3 separate regions of the Mus musculus genome follow, and all the other regions are linked to region 3. The links are chromatin contacts, called in public HiChIP or PLAC-seq maps. All regions are on one chromosome and are shown on one strand. Each heading gives the region's core, a stretch centred on a gene start, on an enhancer-like site or on the middle of the called end of the contact. The rest is flanking DNA. Distances are from core to core; before and after follow the strand shown.

What was found. HiChIP or PLAC-seq counts read pairs in DNA pulled down with a chosen protein or histone mark.
Region 1: a contact with region 3 is called in an HNF4G HiChIP or PLAC-seq map of pancreatic cancer cells. The contact joins the promoter of Dot1l here to the promoter of Mbd3 in region 3. A contact is called at or near these places in 4 of 39 promoter capture datasets (liver, neural stem cells and pre-B cells), 5 of 115 datasets of contacts at active chromatin or transcription factors (astrocytes, embryonic stem cells, extraembryonic endoderm stem cells and 2 more) and 2 of 9 other capture datasets (liver and pancreatic islet).
Region 2: a FOXA1 HiChIP or PLAC-seq map of pancreatic cancer cells shows a contact between it and region 3. The contact joins the promoter of Arhgap45 here to the promoter of Mbd3 in region 3. A contact is called at or near these places in 2 of 115 datasets of contacts at active chromatin or transcription factors (embryonic stem cells and pancreatic cancer cells) and 1 of 9 other capture datasets (embryonic stem cells).

The regions. Positions count from the first base shown.
Region 1 is chr10:80,753,595-80,757,103 of GRCm38.p6, reverse strand. It overlaps Dot1l (DOT1-like, histone H3 methyltransferase (S. cerevisiae)), which reads right to left and starts at 1,901. Exons shown (of 28, transcript NM_199322.2): 1 at 1,580-1,901. The coding sequence starts at 1,660.
Region 2 is chr10:80,015,269-80,018,746 of GRCm38.p6, reverse strand. It overlaps Arhgap45 (Rho GTPase activating protein 45), which reads right to left and starts at 2,075. Exons shown (of 23, transcript NM_001142701.1): 1 at 1,829-2,075; 2 at 643-967. The coding sequence starts at 1,921. Abca7 (ATP-binding cassette, sub-family A (ABC1), member 7) reads right to left here. Exons shown (of 47, transcript NM_001347081.2): 47 at 3,175-3,441. The coding sequence ends at 3,289.
Region 3 is chr10:80,397,562-80,401,542 of GRCm38.p6, reverse strand. Mbd3 (methyl-CpG binding domain protein 3) reads left to right here and starts at 2,012. Exons shown (of 7, transcript NM_001306143.1): 1 at 2,012-2,325. The coding sequence starts at 2,312.

The sequences.
Region 1 (3,509 bases), core at 652-3,151, 360 kb before region 3:
AGAGAACACAATGTGACAGCCAAGGAAGTGGGAGGCAAATGACAGAAGGACAGTGGAGGGGAGGCTGAGGTGGCTGAAGTAGGCTGCACCTCGACTGTGACCACAACTCACAGAACTGCCCTGCGAAGGGTGGCTAGTCAGAACAGCCAACTCTGAGAGGGAACGTACTAAAGAGTGTGCTCTTCCAGACAGCCTCACCAGACAACCTCCCGGACTTCCCAACCTCTCAGACTCCACCAACACCAGGGGACAACTTTTCCCATTTCCCACAGTCCTTCCAGTCGTGGTAAGAAGAGGGACAAGCCTCCCCAATTTCTCAGACTCTTTGTAGGCAGACCACCAACCAGGAACCCACACTATAGACCAGGTTGGTCAGGACTCCTCCTGCCTCTGCCAAGTGCCAGGATTAAAAGTGTGTGCCACCATGACCAGCATACACACAAACAGATATTTCAAAATTCCTATTACATTTGTGAGTGGCTGTGTCTGTGCACACAGTGAGGTCAGAGAACTTGTGGAAGTTGGTACTCTCCCTTCTGCCCATGTCCCAAACATGGAACTCAGATTATAAGACTGTTGCTGAGCCATCTTGCTGACCTCAGGAGAGTTGAGTGGACACTTGTGGGAATGTTCAAGGACACACAGGGCTGCCTAATTCGAAGAGGCAGAGGACAGGTGCAAGGGCATCCCAGGACACACATGTTCCCTGGGACCCCAGTGAGGATGTGAACTCAGCAGCACCAGGGAACCCCACTGCTGTATCTTCTACTCAAAGCATACAAAGGGCCACAAGGGGACAGTACACTGACCTCCGCAGGCCCTCCTGGACTTCAGAACCCACTTGCCTCTGGCACTTCCACTTTAAGGGATAACACCTCCAGCTTTGCAGAGTCGCACCAGCTCTACCCACCAGCATGAGAGGACAACCTCCAGACTCCCTAAGTCCCCTCTAGCCATGCCACCAACATTAAGAAACAACTGCTCCAGCATTCCAATGTACCTCCAGGCCAATCCACCAACGTCAAACGACACATGAGGTACAAATTGAGATGACAACCTCTCTAACTTCTCAGGTTCTTTCAGCCGGGCACCCTGACATGAAGAAACAACTATTCGGAGCCCTCCTACCACTCCACGAACGTGGGGGGACAACCCAAACCCAAGGGCCAACCTCCCCCTGACTTCCTAGGGTTCTTTTTAGCACCTGCCCATGAACATCAAAAGGTGACAACGAGAAAGGGCATAGAGGACAATAGGAGAAGGCATCAGGATAAGAAACAGATGACTGGAAGAGGGCACGTGAGGTGACAATTTGAGGTGACAACATGAGGGGTCGCCACGAAAGGCAAGGAATCCCCGACTTCTCAGTCTCTACACCCCTGCCCACAAGGTCGGTCCAGACTCAGGTCCTCAAAGGCTGGAGACGCGGGGCTCCGGGCCGGCGGCGGCGACAACGCGACCGGCCGCGTCAGGGCAACGGCAGGCGCGGGCCGAGAACGGCCAAGGACCCGCCGCCGCCGCCGCTGCCGCCGCGGAGCCCCACGACTCCTACCCCCGCGTTCTCCGCAAGTACACTCACGTAGACCGGCAGCGGCCACGGGTAGACGGCGGGCTCGGCGCCCACAGGCGACTTGAGCCTCAGCTCCAGCTTCTCGCCCATGTCGGCGCGCGCGGCCGCCGCACCATGCTAGGCGGGCGGTTGGGGGAGGGGCGGGGCCACCGGCGGGAAGCCGGGCGGGCGGACACGGGCGGACGCGGGGCGGACGGCTGAGGACAGACGGCCCGGCCTGTGCCTCGGCCGCCGCTCCCGTGTGGCCCCAGCTCCCCTCTTTGTAGGAGTCACAGAGCCGGGGCGTCTAGAGCCGCCGCCATCTTGGGCCGGCGTGAGGAGAAGGCACAATGAGCCGGGGGGTCGGGCGGAACCACTCGGCGAGCGCGCGCGGGGGAGGCCGGGAGCCAAGAGGCGGTGCGCGCCCAGAGCCTCCGCCCGCCGCGCCGCGCGCGCCACCCCTCGCACGCCACGCCCCCTTGGACTCGCCCTCCTCCGACCGACGCACGCACTTACGCACGCAGCGGCGCACGCACGTCCTCGGTTGCCCTCCGACGTCGCCGCCAGCCGGAAGCGGGGACCCGGGGAAACCCTGCGGAGGAAAGCGAGAGAGACCAGGCGGGGTCAAGTTCAAATCCCAGTTGCACAGGCTTGCTTCGCGTCCCTTCGCTTTGCTTTGCTTTTTTCTTTTCTTTCCATTTCCTGTTCTTTTTCTTTCTCTTCCCTTCCCGTCAATTTTCTTTTTCTGTTTTTCTGGCTTTTTCTTTCTTTCTTTTTTTTTTCATTTTTCAATTTTTCCCCTTCTTTAGCTTTTCTATTTTTTCACTTTTCTAGCCTATCTGCTTATTGTTTATTTACATGCTTTTTTTTTTTTTTTTTTTTTTGAGACAGGGTGTCCCTGGCTGTCCAGGAACTCATTCTGTTGACCAGTCTGACCTCGAATTTACCAAAATCCACCTGCCTCTGCCTCCTGAGAGCTGGGATTAAAGATGTGAGCAATAAGTTAATTAATAAATCATCAGTCAAATTGGACCCTATAGGTCGGAGGCTCTCAATTAAGAGTTCAAAGCAATGTTATTCTCTGACCTGCCCAGAACTTTACAGAGTCAGGAGCCAAACTTATTTCCTTCTTAGGCCATTCCAATCCTTCTAATACTTAAGTTCCCTCCCCCCAAAACCTTCTGAGAATAAGTTACCTTGAGGTGAGCTGTCACCAGCTCACCAGCCGCTTCTGGATAGCTGCTTCTTCTTCCTGACTACATGGGAGTGAATGTAATCTAGGGGAGATGGCTCCCACCCCTCATCCTAGCGCTTGCCAGCCCCCAAAAGAAGGATCCGGAGCTAGAAGCCATGCTGAGCTACCAAGTAAATTCCGGGCCAGCCTGGGCAACTCAGTGAGCCCTCGTTCCAAAACTAAATGACGTGGTAAAAGACTCTGTAGCTTGGTGTCTCAGTCAGGGCTTCTATTCCTGCACAAACATCAGGACCAAGAAGCAAGTTGGGGAGGAAAGGGTTTATTCACCTTACACTTCCACATTGCTGTTAATCACCAAAGGATGTCAGGACTGGAACTCAGGCAGGTCAGGAAGCAGGAGCTGATGCAGAGGCCATGGAGGGATGTTCTTTACTGGCTTGCTTCCCCTGGCTTGCTCAGCTTGCGCTCTCTCTCTCTCTCTCTCTCTCTCTCTCTTAAATACATTTTTTTCCCAAGACAGGGTTTCTCTGTGTAGCCCTGGCTGCAGCTTGCTCTCTTATAGAACCCAAGACTACCAGCCCAGGGATGGCACCACTCACAAGGGGACCTCCCCCCTTGATCACTAATTAAGAAAATGCCTTACATGGGCTGGTGAGATGGCTCAGTGGGTAAGAGCACCTTACTGCTCTTCCAAAGGTCCGAAGTTCAAATCCCAGCAACCACATGGTGGCTCACAACCATCCATAATGAGATCTGACTCCCTCT
Region 2 (3,478 bases), core at 826-3,325, 380 kb after region 3:
CAGTGCTCCTTACATACAACCTCAGTTTCTATGTATCTGAGCAAATGCCTAAGACATTCCCCCTGTAGGACCAGGCACGCCAGCAAACTCCTACACATCCTTCAGAACTTTAGTTGACACATGCACTTCTTTTCATCCTATTTGAAACCTCCTCATATCCCCCCCCCGCCCTTTTTCTTCTTCTACCTTTTTTTTTTTTTTTTTTTTTTTTTGGCTTTTCGAGACAGGGTTTTTCTGTATAGCCCTGTCTGTCCTGGAACTCACTTTGTAGACCAGGCTGGCCTTGAACTCAGAAATCCACCTGCCTCTGCCTCCCAAGTGCTGGGATTAAAGGCGTGCGCCACTTCTCTCTCTCTCTCTCTTTCTCTTTCTTTCTTTCTTTCTTTCTTTCTTTCTTTCTTTCTTTCTTTCTTTCTTCCTTCCTTCCTTCCTTCCTTCCTTCCTTCCTTCCTTTCTTTCTTTCTTTCTTTCTTTCTTTCTTTCTTTCTTTCTTTCATTCTTTCTGAGTCAGGGTCTCACTGTAATTCTGGCTGACCTGCATAAGACTCAAGTGTAGACTCACAGAGATCCTCCTGCCTGAGTGCTGGGCTGAGAGGCTGCCCACCTCCTGCCCTCCCTCCGTGCTGCTCTGAAGATCCTCACCGTCCTGCAGCACACACTCCTTGAGCTTCTCCAAGCCCTCAGCAAAGCGGGCCACATCCGCCAGCAGGGTTGAGATGTCTTCTACGCCATCAGGGAAAGCTCCCTCAGTGGGTAACTCTGCCGGACTGGCCGCAGAAAGGGGGCTTCGGTACCCACGGCCCAGGGTCCAGGTGGCAGTGCCCGAGAGCGGGAAGCCTGCTGCACTGGCATGGCGGCTCAGGCTGGTGGGTCTTTTGAGTGTCCCTGTGCCCTTGGCTACCGTGGACAGGGATGTGGCTGGTGGCTCCAGGCCGGGAGCTTCTGTCCAATCCTTCCTGGGCAGCTCCTAGGTATGCATAGGGAAGAGGAGTCAAGGGGATCCCCCATCCCAGACACTGCCTCAGTTTCCCCAGAAAGTCCTCACAGGGGTCAGAGGTCAGTGGGCAGAGAATTTTAAGCTCCCCCCCCCCCACCTGTTACCCAACATCCTCCTGTCTATAGCTTTCACAAACAACCGTCCCTACCCAAACCACAGCCAGAGGCGGGGCCTGTGGGGCACAGGAGGGAGGGGGCACCCCACTTCCTGGTGGGGGTGGGGAGGACTCTTGTGAGTCTCTAACCCTGTAGCCACCCCAGATACCTCTACGGGTGTCCACTTTCTAAAAACATGGATAACTTCTGTGACCTGAAAAGATCATCAGGCTCCTGTGTCTCAGGACACCCCCAGACCTAGTAGAGGTACCCCTAAACCTCACAAATTCTCAAAAGCTCAGCAGGCAGCAGCAGGTCCTGGAGAAACTTGGAGACCCCCCCAATCTGCTCTGTACACCTGCACCCCAGTTCAACACCAGTTCCCCATTGGCTTTCAGAACCCTAAAATTGCCCAGACCCCATATTACAGTGTAGTCACTAGACTCCAATACCAGTTCTACCCACTACCCACAACCGTCATTGGCACACGACGGGGACATCCCTCATCAAGATGGGTGACTTGGTTGCCACCCAAGGCCATCCCTACCTACCGTAATGCGGCCTCCTAGGTTCAGGCCACTCCTTGTCGCCGGCCATTCTGCCTGGTGTGGACTATAGCTGGCCCGGTTCCCCCAGCGTGGACCCAGCATGGTGTTGTAGTTGCATGCTATGCCCATCAGTGACCACAGGCTGTGGGTGTCATCCTGGGTCCCCACCCGCTCTGTGCCCCACTCACCCCTGAGGAGGACTGCGGGTTGGGGCTCCCCGCGCGGTTCTTTTTGGAAATAGAGGGAGTTTTCATAAGTTCTCGCTTCTTCCGAGAGAACATGGTGGAGTCAGCCCCAGTGGCCCTAGGTGAGGACAGGCGGGCAACGGCAGGGTGGGAGTCTGGGGGTGGTCTCAGTCCTGCAACTCCTGGTGCAGGCTGTCTCTGGACCACATTGCTCAGGGCCACCCCCTCCCCAGCTGTCAGAGCCACACGTGACTGGCTTGGCTCTCATTGGCGCATAAGTCTCCTACACAGGAAAAGGCTCCCCAGCAGAGGGAGGGAGGTGACACCTCAGATCCGCCCCCAGTGTGACTGTCCCAAGTGTCAGCTCTTATAGGACTCTGCACACTGACTCTGACACAGGTTCCCCACAGCAGGCCACCTTCCACTTGCAGCCTGTGTCCTGTGTGGCCACCCGATCCAGGCATTAGCTGACTCTTGCTTGGGACATAACATACAGTCAAGAAAGGCAGTGTCATGTGTATACTGATATGAAAGACCAGAGAGGAGGCTGAGCAACAGGTTCACACACAGATCAAACAGACACCCCCTGAGTCCCTCACCATGCACAGGTGACCCCCCATTCCCTATAATCACCAGCCTTACAGTCTTCTGGGGACCATAGGACCTGAAGGTGCCATGCCTGGGTGGCTTCCATCCAGCAACCCAGGAGCTCCACTGCCCTGCTGGCCTCCACTTAGCTCCCACTCCCACTCTGCCCTCTATATCCCAGCTCTGAGCTTCAGGTCTCAGGATCCCCAGAGGTACTATTTAATAATTTAGACACCATGTCCCTTAACCATCCCAAACTCCACTGACCTCAGGCACACTGGGTGGCTCTCGGGGACACAGCCCAGAAAGGCCGCAGCCTGCAGTACCTAGGCCCGCTCTCCAAGCTCTGGTCCAGCCACAAACCCAGCCGAGGAGCCCCTTAAGGGTCCCGTGCCTCCCACTCATAGTTGGATGGCTGGGGGTGGGCTTGGGAGGTTGTCTCAGGATGAAGACTGGCTGGCTCTGGGGTGGGCTTCTGGTCCGGTCAGGCCAGGAAAGTACCAGGGTCCTCTATACCGTCTGGAACATTCCACAAGCCTGACCTCATCTCTACTTCACGGTCAGAAACACTCACAAGTCCCGCCCTTGGGTGTCAGACCCACATAGGTACATGCAGGTCAGGATACGTGTGACTGGACACCTGGGAAGTGTCCGTGTTGCAGGCAATTCACAGCAGGACACACGCGCATACTGTACATGTGATAGTGTATGGGACTGTACAGAGCTAAGACTCCTAAAACACAAACTCAGCCGTGGCCTCATTCTCATTCTAGTTTCTTTTTATTTCCCCCAGAGCCCAAGGCTTTCTGGGAGCCAGCGTATGGTACAGAGATCCTCTGTCTGAGCTTTGCCACTCAGTCCCAAGGCAGGCATGCTCAGATCATGGTCTCCACAGAGCTGGGGTCTTCCAGGAATCGGCTGACACGTTTGGGATGCTGCCGGCCAGGTTTGGAAACCTCCTCTTCTTCAGCCTCCTGCCGACTGCTCTCTTCCTCTTCCCCTTGGTCTTTGGAGAAATATAGGAACACCTGGCAGGGCAGAGACATGGAGGGGGCAGAAATGCAT
Region 3 (3,981 bases), core at 763-3,262:
AGAAGTCAGCTTGGAGAAGACTGATTTCCAGGCAGCTAGGTGGAGGGTCTCTCAAAGCCCACCCCTCCAGTGACACTCTCCAACAAGGCCACACTTCCTAATAGTGCCACTCCTTGGGCCAACCATATTCAAACCACCACACCATCATACCTGAGCGCAAGCTCTGACCTATTCACACAGTAAGATAAACTCAGGAAAGTTGTCAAGATCAGAAACGGCTAGGGATGGAGCTCCTTTAGGGTGTACAAGGCTCTTGGTCCATCTCCAGCACTTCATAACTGTCACCCCAGCTACATAGCAAGGTTCAGGACATCCTGGGCCACTTAAAACCCCTTATTGGTTTAAGAATAAAAAAGATGGAAGGAGAAAGACAGTTGAGTAACCAGCTTGGCAAACACGCGTGAGAGCCTGAACTTCCTTGCCCGGAGGCTGCATGTCTGAGACCTCCCTTCCTGCCAGCCCAGATAAAGCAGTAAGCTACAAGCTGAGAGACCCAGTCTGGGGAAGTTAGATGGTTCTGGATGGTAAGAGGCACAGATTTTTAAAATTCAAAAATAGAGAATTGAGAACCCCAGTGTCAATTTTCTGCTGCCATTCTCACATGCAAAAATCTGTCAGACACCAAGCCTGGCTTAATCCCAGCACCTGGGAAGCAGGGGGCAGAAGGATCTCGGAGTTCAAGGCCAGGGAAAGCTACAAAGTCAGACTCTGACTCAAAAATACAAAACACTAATCCCAGCCTCCATGTCCCCCTGACCTTCTTCACTGTGATCTGATCTCTCCTCCTGATCTGGGGACCCAAATCCTAGCTCATAAAATACAGTTCCTGAGCTCCAAAAATTGCAGGCAAGACAAAGATCTTTAAATGTGTTGTGATTTCACCTCATGATCCCTTGGCAGCTCTCCTTGTCAGGGAGGGTCCCCTTTCAAAGAGAGGTCTTCCAGGTACTGTATAATGGAAGCCTGGGTGAGAAGGTAGTTGGCCTTCAGGCATGTTCCCTGGGTAAGTCTGGCTGGGCCTGAGTGGCAAAGCAGCCGACAGTACCAAGCAGGAGTAAGTGACCCCCCAGCTCCCTGTCCTCAGGGCTGCGGTAGACAAGGGGCGATAGTGCGAGTGACTCCATTCACTAACTTAGAAACCAGTTTTTGGTTTTGTTCTTCCTTCTGATGCTGGATCTAGTAAACTCCAAGCTGGTCTTGAAGTGCTTGATCCTCCTTCCTCCACTATCCCAGTGCTGAGATGGCAAGCACGTGCCACTATTCCTGGCCTGATTTTAGGGTATTGCTGTGTGGCCCAGGCTGGCCAGGAATGTTCTAAATAGGTTCGTGAGCCATCAAACTCAGGCTGGGGTGCAGCCTAACGGCAGAAAGTCTACCACGTGTAAGGTTCTGCTTTCTATTTTCAGTACTGCTGCAAAGAACAAACTTCTTAAATAGTTCTTGGTGAAGCCGGGAGTGGTGGTGCATTTCTGTCCTCGCAGTAACGCAATAGAGGCTGGGGCTGGAACAGCCGAGAGGCCAGAACGAAACGCAGAGGGAAGCAGGACTGCGTCGAAGGCCCCGAGTTGTACTCGATCTTTTTCACAAAGCCCAGGCGGGTCCCTGACAAACGCACACTGCGCAGGTGCAGCCCAGCGCGACCCCAGGACCAGGACGGCAGCTCGGGCGAAACTGCTCCAGCTTGGTACAGACCAGGTGCAGCACACACTGTGCTTCCGGAGTCTAGAGCGCAAACGCAATGGTTGTCCCACCCCGGCCACGCTGATTGGCTGTCCTTGTCTCAGAGCAGATTTATATGAGAAGTTAAGCACAGAACGAGGTTCTGAGCGCTGATTGGTCTCCATGCCCTGTGGGCGTCTCCCGCAAGGCGGGACGTAGCCAACTGTGCATTTTAAGCCGAGGAGCTGAAGTGATCTGATTGGCTTCACAGCCTTGGGGCGGGTCTTGAAGGCAAGCGAAGGCTGGGTCGGGGCCGCGGCTGCGCAGAGAGTCTGGACGGCAGTCAGACTGGTCCTGCGAGCGCGAAGGGGCGGGGCCGACTCCACGCCTGCGCAGACGAGCCCCACGCGCGGGCGGGTGGGCGGAGCGGCCCCCCTAGCGGGGGCTGTGAAGCGCGGGGAGGGGGCCGAGCGGGTGGCGAAGCCGGCGCGCGCCCGGCTGGGGGCGGAGGGCGGAGGCCCGTGGGACAGAACAGCTGCGGCGAGTGGCGGCGGCGGAGGGAGCCGAATCGGCGACGAGCCCGGGGGTCGCAACTTGCAGAAGCGGCGGCGGCGGCGGCATCGGCCACGGCGGGCGGAAAAGCCGGGGCGCAATGGAGCGGAAGAGGTGGGAGTGCCCGGCGCTCCCGCAGGGCTGGGAAAGGGAAGAAGTGCCCAGGAGGTCGGGGCTGTCGGCCGGCCACAGGGATGTCTTTTACTATAGGTGAATGAGCGCGCCGGCCGCGCAGGGCCCCAACGGGCGCCTCCCAGCGGCCTCTGCGGCGGCCTGGGCGCCCCGACTGCGGGCCGCGGTCTGGGCCGGGCGACGTGCGTCCGAGCGTGCGTCCGAGCGTGCGTCCTACGTGCCAGCTGTGGTCAGTGCGCACGCGCCGGCCATGGCTCGCCTCAGCGCGCATGCGTTGAACCCAGTGCCTTGCCTTTTGCTGATCCGCGCCACCCAGCGCTGCTGTGAGTGCGCGTGCGCCACGCCTGCAGCCAAGGCTTCAGCCTCGTGGCTTTTAGCCCGCCTGTGGCGCGGGCTTTTGTCCTCCAAGGAATCGGGGACCGTGCGCGCCGTGCGAGGGGCGCCCGGGCCTTGGCCAGACGCCGCTGGGAAGCGGGGGTGGGAGGGGGATGGGCTGACCCTTTGACCCTCGCGGGGACTTTATCATGGTTTCGGGAAGCAAGGGAACTGCCCCAGGTGGCCTGATCCCCTCACCTGCATAAATTTGGGTTTGGCTTCTTGTTCAGCAAAATGTCCCCCATTTTTATGGCGTTTCCAAAGCCCTTGCTCTTCTTGAGCGGTGGCCCCAAATGTAACATCACAGTGGCTTCTGACTAATGTGAATGTGGTTTTTGTGTGCAAGACTTTTTTATGAATAAGTCTGCTCTTTAAAAAATATTTTAAATTTTTTATTTATTTAATGCATGAGTGCTCTGCCTGCTTGAAGAGAGAGCATCAGATCACCCAATAGAAGGTTGTGAGCCACCATGTGGTTGCTAGCAATTGAACTCATGACCTCTTAGCCAACTCTCCAGCCTTTTTTTTTTTTTTTTTTTTTTTTTTTTGAGGCAGCGTCTACATAGACCATATTTGCAACCTTTTAATCAGGGCAGTGAAAGCTGTCTATCTGAATAATAGCCAGGCAACCTACACCTGCTGTTCTTCCCCAGTTCTATCCCCAGTGGTGTGAATAGAATCCTGGGCCGCATGCATGCTGCCCTACGGCTGGAGCATCTACCTTTTTAGCCGACTGTAGTTGTCCCTACTCCACTGCACCCGGAATTGGGTGGTGCATTGTGAGTTGAACTGCCTGGCCCTTTGGTCTTAAGGAGTCGTGGGTTTTGGCAGTAAGGTTGGAAGCCAGGGCTAACTTGGGTTCCTTTCAGACTGCAAAGAGGGATGGGGTTGTTGCTTCTAATAGGTCTGCAGTAGGTAGGGTTTTTCCCAGTAGGGCTACATGCAAATGGTGCCCTGTGTGCATGGGACTTCCTCCCCTTCTCCCTTACTTGCAATGGGGCCAACACCTCTGAGAGATGATCCAAAGACACCTTGTCCCCAAGCTGTACCTGTCCCACTTGTCTCATCCCCCACAGCTGCTAGCTCACATCCATGCCCCAGAATAGCCACCAGTGCTTTCCAACGCATTTGTATAGACAGTCTCTTCTTCACGGACTCCTCCCACATACCTTGGAAACACTTAGGGCTGGAGAGTTAGGATGTCAGCCCTGGGTGTACTATGGGCCTATCGCTGGATGAGGGCAGCTCAAACTGTCCCACTCA